Linked DNA regions of Zea mays: region 1 is linked to region 2. The links are chromatin contacts, called in public Hi-C maps. All regions are on one chromosome and are shown on one strand. Each heading gives the region's core, a stretch centred on a gene start, on an enhancer-like site or on the middle of the called end of the contact. The rest is flanking DNA. Distances are from core to core; before and after follow the strand shown.

Region 1 (3,392 bases), core at 14-2,513, 370 kb after region 2:
AACTTTTCACAAACATCATCAACATGATCAGGGTTGTTTAGAAGCTTAGACCAGCAGGCAAAAGAAAAAAAAACTAATAGTACACATGCCACAAAAGCATCTTTATACACTCATTGCTCTATCAAAAGGAACAAAAGAGTGTCAACAGTCATGACCATTCAGCCATCTATGCCACTCGAATTTGAATAGCATTCAGTATGCACAAAATAAAATTAGTTTCATGTCAACAATCAGGAACAGCAATACTTTACCTTAATTCCTTAGTATTCTTGGACATTATACCATGAAAATCCTTACATCACCGAGCCCATCTGCATTGAATAAAAGAACAGTAACCATCAGCCCAGAATGCAATCCAGATCATCAGAACAAATCTTCCACCATGACACTACCTTGACTGGCGCCCCCGATCCACCTGTCTCTCCTTCCTCCCTGCAGCAACAAGGATGGCTCGCTCGCGTTCCTTCTCCTTGGCCTCTCTCTTCTTCCTCTCCTCCCTCAGCTCTTCGATGCTCTTCTTCCCTCCACTCCTCTTCACCCCGTTACCCTCCCTTGCATCTCTGCCCCTCCCCTCCTTGGCCGCTGCCGCTGCAGGGCTCGACATGTACCAGGGCACCGCCACGCCCTTCCCGGCAAGGCCGTAGCCCAGCCTGTACTTCTCCTCATCGGGCCCCACAACCCTCACCTCCTCTTCCTTCTTCTTCCGCTTCTTAGGGTTAGGGTCGGCATCAGGCTCCCGCTCCCGAGCCGCGCCCCTCCCACCACTGGCCGAGGCGAGCGCATCGAAATCAGTGGCGACGCCTGATCCACCTGAGAAGAGGTTGATGTGGTCTCCATCCGTTGCCGGGGAAGGAAGGGCGTCCGCCGGGGAAGGAAGGGCGTCCGCCGGATCAGCGGGGCCGGCGGGGTGAGATGGAGGAGCGGGGGGCGTCTCCGCCTGGACCAGGCCGCGGTTACGGCGTAGTGCAGCGAGGCGTAGATCCGACTCGCGGCGGCGTTCCGCCTCGCGCTGGAGCTGCTCCTCCCGGGCGGCGGCGGCCTCGTCTTTTTGCACCTTCTCACGGTTGTCGAAGTTATAGACGTTCCACCGCTTCTGCGGCAGGATGTTCAACCCGCCGTGCCCTCCCATGGCTGCCTGCTGGGGTCAGCGGGCGAGTTACTCGTCGCCGCCGGTGGCGGTGGGAGGCCGAGAGAGGAATAGGTCTGATCGGGAAATAACAGGTCTGATCGGGAAATAGCCTAGGTCTGGCAGGAGCCGGAGGATGCAGCGAGTCAGCGAGACAATTGATTTTTAGGGGCTCTTGCCTCTCGGGATTTTTAAAAAAAGGTTTTAGATGTATTTCATTATAAAATCGAGTATTTTAAAAAAATCATTATAATTGATGATAACTGATTGTTATCACTAGTCGATAAAAAATTGGCTCCTGCAACATTCACGCGCGTACTTTATATTAGTATTGTCTCTTTTATCGTATCGAGGGATTATCGACGGGTTACGCTCACACTATGAAACTATGTGAGAGAGTTATTGCACATGGTTTAAGAGAAATGATGCATATCACCATGAACCAATTTAGATTCATGCCGGAAAAGTCAACCACAGAAACAATTTTCTTAATAAGGCAAGTCATCGAGCGATATAAGAAACAGAAGGACTTGCACATAGTTTCTATCGACTTGGAAAATACATATGATAAAATACCTAGAAATCTCATGTGACGGGCATTGGATAAGCATAAAGTTCCAACAAAGTATGTTACGCTCATCAAGAACATATATGACAAGGTTGTGACTAGCGTCCGAACAACTGATGGTGATACAAATGTTTTCCTGATTAATACAGGACTAGATCAAGGTTCAGCTTTGAGCCCTAATCTATTTGCCTTAGTGATAGATGAGGTCACGAGGGATATACAAGGAGATATCCTTTCGTGTATGCTTTTTGCTGACGATATAGTTCTAGTAGATGAAAGTCGGGAAGGAGTAAATAGAAAGCTAGAGTTATGGTGTCAGACCCTAGAGTCAAAAAGGATTTAGAATTAGCAGGACCAAAACCGAATATATGAGATATAACTTTGGTACTACAATTAGTGAGGACGGAGATGTAAGTTTGGGAGGCCATATAGTACCAAAAAAGGACACCTTCCGTTATTTGAGATCAATGTTACAGAGAGATGATGATATTGATGAAGATGTTAGCCATATAATCAAAGCGGGGTAGATGAAATGGTGTCAAGCATCGGGAGTCCTATGCGACAAGAGAGTGCCATAGAAGTTGAAAGGCAAGTTCTACAGGACAGTGATTAGGCCTGCTATGTTATATGGGACTGAGTGTTGGCCTACTAAGAGACGACATATCCAACAACTAAGTGTTGCAAAGATGTGTATGTTGCGTTGGATTTGTGGGCACACGAGATTGGACCGAGTGAGAAACGATGACATGCGCGATCGGCTAGGAGTAGCGCCAATTGAAGAAAAGCTTATTCAACACCGGTTGGTATGGTTTGGGCATGTCCACCGGAGACCCCAGAGGCACCGGTGCATAGAGGCATCATAAGACGGGACAATAACATGAAGAGAGGTAGAGGTCCACCAAACTTAACATGGGAGGAGGCAATCAAAAGGGACTTGAAGGAATGGAATATCACATTGGAGTTGTGTTTGGATAGAAGTACTTGGAAAGAAGCTATCCATGTGCCCGAACCATGATTAGGCCTTTTTCCTTTTGCTCTCAAAAGCTTTTCCCCTCCCCTTTCTCTCTTTTTCTCCTTTTGGTGACGTCTTGTTGGGTTTCAACTTTAGCCTACCCCAACTTGCTTGGGACTAAAAGGCTATGTTGATGTTGATGTATCCTTTTATCCCATCTTGTTAAATGTGTTCCACACTTCCACATCGATCACATCAGGCCGGTGCGCCAGCTATGACAGCCACAAGGAGGTGAGCCCCCATCGGAGGGGTCGCCATCGACGTTGACCCATCGAAGAAGCTGGGCATAGAGTTGGGTGCTGTGGTGGTGCAAGCGCATGGAGGTAGAAGGAAGTCAATAAGGATATTTTCGTCTTCTCAAGCGAGTCCTATACGTAGATAATAGTGCGGACCAAAATTTTTGGTCGAATAATGACATCTTTATGTTCTATTTAGGAGGGCTTCACTTCAATAATTTCGAGTTCATTCTAGCTTCTGTCATCCAAATAGGTCTAGACCCACGAGCTATAGCTTTGAAAAATAAAATAAAACTAGAGATTAGCATCCTGAAATTCACGAAGCTCCTTAAGGGGTGCTTCACAACACTGTTTTAATATCTCCTCATGAAGTTGCACGAAAATTACTCATCATACCACCGATTACACAACATACAATTTTGGTTCTCTCGTGACAGCCCACTAATCATC
Region 2 (3,334 bases), core at 730-3,229:
GGCCATCCATGGCTTGGACTGCACGAGCTGCTGCCAATTATGAATTACATATTTACTTAAAAAGAAGCAAAGAGACTTCAACCACATGAATTAGATTAGAATGTGAGTCTGTGACGCGGCAGGCAGATCGGGTTCGGGTCCATCCATCAATCAAGAAGAGTAGAAGACGGCGGCGGCACGTCGCGGTTGTGCGCGCCGAAGATCCGGTTGAGGAACATGGCCAGCCGCACCCCGCCCTGCGCGATCCGGCGCGACACGATCGGCAGCCTCGAGTCAAAGTAGTCGTCTGCAGGGAGATACAGAACGGATTATTCAGTCAGCAGCTCTCGGATGTCTGATGATACACTGCACGGTGGTCGATCCGTCTGTCTGTGTGCCCAAATCAACGTACCGGACAGTGTCTCCCCTTCGCGGACGCCGCTGTACGCCCATTTGCACGCCAGGCCTATGCTCTCGGTCGCGTACCTGTTGCATCGCATCGACTGCTTATATACAAGATTCATCCAAACTAAAAGAGTTAACAACGTAGCGTTCCAGAACGAACTTGGTTGGGCAAGACGAGAGGTCTTGGCAGTCTGTCCAAGCCGATACATCGTCGGACCAGGTACCCTGCGAGAGAGCGAGCATGCACCGCGTAGTGCTTGCATTGAGGACATGTTTCTTTGCCTGGAGGAACCAAGGATATATCAGAATCAGATAGCCAGTCCCTTTCACTTGCCTTGGTGAGGTTGTGCTCGAGCTGCTTGCGGAAGGCGTCCATGTCCTTGCCGTAGAAGTCGGCGAGAGCCGTCTGTATGATCTCCCTGTCCCACACCTGGGGAGACACGCAGAAAATCCATCCATCGGACAGCGTTTACTCCAACAGCGCGGGGGTGATGGAATGGAATCGTGCGCAACGCAAGCAAAGCAAGATTTAGTTACGTGGTGGAGGTTGGATTTGTGCCGGAACCACCGCAGCTCTATGGAGTTGCCGCCTTGGTCGCTGGTGAACCCCACGTGCATTGGCTGCGATGCAAGGAAATCAGCCATCGCGTTCATGGCAACCGGCGGCAATTAATGTAGGAGATCAACTTGGCAATGTAGGAGATCACCTGATGAACATCTCCCATGAAGTGCGACAGGAACAGAAGGGCTTCAGTCAGGTTGTCTGCGTTGCAGCAACAAGACGGCGGCGGTTATTACAAAACGCGGACAAGCAAAGCCAAGCAGCATTGCCTCTCGCTTACATCTCCTGTCGGCGCTGCCGTGCCTGTAGTGCAGCAGCTGGGACGTGAAGTTGGCGATGGCGCCGGCGACGCACATGTCCTTGGCGCCGTCGGGGCCGTGGCAGTCCCCTGCTCACCAACGACGACACCATTCCATTGCATTGCATGTCACGTCACGTACAGTACGTAGCAGGAGATAGAGTGGATACGAGCGGATCCATCCCACCAACGGTCCGACGGATCCATCCCACCAACGGACATTGATCAACTTACTCGAGTAGTCGAAGCTGCAGGCCTCGTCAGGGGTGTCGATGAAGTGGAGCGGGCCCGTCCACATGTACCTGTACCAGTGCCTCACCTGGTCCGGCCACACGCACAGCGCCGACAGGTCGCCGCCGGCGTCGTCCGGGAGCAGGTTCCGCACGGCGTGCGCGGCGTCAGGCTCCAGCAGACCCTGCGAATTGAAGGCGTACGTGGAACATCATCAGCCATCCTCTCTACTCTCTAGCGGTCTAGCCTCTACGATCCGATTTGTTTTCACCTGCGCGATTTGGCATGTGAGCACGTGACCCTCTTTGCTCCACGGCCGAGCCGCCGGCAGCGCCGACGCGAGGACCACCAGCCCGAGCGCCGCGGATCGCAGGAGCGAGACGGCGGCCATCTGCGACTGGCGCGGCGTCGTCGCTCGTCGCGGCGCCAGCGGCTGATCGATGCTCGAGCGCGCGGGACTTGGCAGAGACGAGCGGGACTGGCGGCTGAATCACTGAATGCCGCCGCGGTGTTTGGGGACGGTGATATAGCCGGCGGAACGGAATGGAACGGGCGGTGAGGCGGCTTCTGGTCCTTTGCGTGCAAGCATCCTGTTTCTTCGTGCATCCGCGCCGTTCCGATTCCGAGCCATGCGGACATTGCTTTGCTTAGCTCCAATGATTCCCCCACACCACACTACTAGCTTGCTGACTGGCCGGCGCCTGGGACTCGTGTTTCGCCAAGAATAGACTAACCCTTGGATCGGTTGCGTCGTCTTCTTCAGCATCTGCTTCCACTGCTTGGCATCCCGGGATAAGCAACAGGGACGGGACGGGACGCCACGCCACCACGACTGATGCTGCAAGCGTTGCCATTGGTAGATTTGCTTCCAAGCTGGCAGTGGTAGTTGCAAGACCGTCAGTGGCTGGCCTTGCAAACGTGCACGCCCACGCAACGGATACTGGGCCGGGCCTAAGCAAAGCAATTGATCAAAATGGGCCTGTCCCTATGTTGGCTCATTTCAAACGGCAACCGAGCGAAGCGAAACGACCTAAGAGCAACTTCAATAGTTCTCTAAAAAATAGCTTGCTAAAATCATGTTTAGCAAGTTGCTAAATAGCTATTGGAAGTAAAAAAATAACTTAGTCTCCAATAGTTGCTTATATTTAGGAAGTAGTTCCATTTTGAATCCAGATTTAGCGGTTCTGCCCCTATGTGAGGGCGAAAGAGAAAAGGCCGGTCGATATGAACTACAGAGGAGTGGTGGTCCGGTGGCGCAACCTATGAGAAAGTTGGGTTCGACGATGAAAGAGAAACTTGTGTCATACGTGTTTGACCTAGCTATCTCATTATGCTGAAAAGTGAAAAAAGAGCGTGCTATACCTGTCTACCTCACCGTATGGGAAACAGAAAAATAATCACGCTAGTGTGAAGAAATTGACGTCAACTACATTTAGTGGGTGTTTGGTTTGTAGAGACTAATGTTTAGTCTCTACATTTTATTCCATTTTAGTTCTAAAATTACCAAATATAGAAACTAAAACTTTATTTTAGTTTCTATATTTAGCAATTTATAGACTAAAAAAGAATAAAATGAAGAGACTAAACGTTAGTCTCTAGAAACCAAACACCCCCTTAGGAAGTTCCTACCGAGTTGCTAAATGTAAAGAGTAAATAGAGTTGAATAGCAACTAAGTAAATTTAGCAAGTCTATTTAGAGAACCATTGGAGAAGTATTTTTCTGTTCACTTCTTAAATTTAAGATTTAGAGAGTTGTTTAGAGAACTATTAGAGTTGCTCTAAGGTTCTGACCGTCAACAATGATCTAGCTGTCTAGTTTGGCTAAGATTACTTATTAAATTCGAGCGACTAAGGGGGTG

Evidence for each region. A called contact is a pair of places that touch in the nucleus more often than the background predicts.
Region 1: a Hi-C map of leaf shows a contact between it and region 2, with 8 times the contacts expected there. The contact joins the promoter of LOC100276640 here to the promoter of LOC100272515 in region 2. A contact is called at or near these places in 3 of 25 Hi-C or Micro-C datasets (bundle sheath, leaf and tassel).

What each region holds. Positions count from the first base shown.
Region 1 is chr1:230,827,582-230,830,973 of Zm-B73-REFERENCE-NAM-5.0, forward strand. It overlaps LOC100276640, which reads right to left and starts at 1,264. Exons shown (of 3, transcript NM_001150377.1): 1 at 393-1,264; 2 at 252-311. The coding sequence starts at 1,129. The coding sequence ends at 299.
Region 2 is chr1:230,460,040-230,463,373 of Zm-B73-REFERENCE-NAM-5.0, forward strand. It overlaps LOC100272515, which reads right to left and starts at 1,980. Exons shown (of 9, transcript NM_001347905.1): 1 at 1,747-1,980; 2 at 1,479-1,659; 3 at 1,227-1,334; 4 at 1,092-1,147; 5 at 922-1,005; 6 at 719-814; 7 at 545-609; 8 at 392-465; 9 at 1-286. The coding sequence starts at 1,866. The coding sequence ends at 147.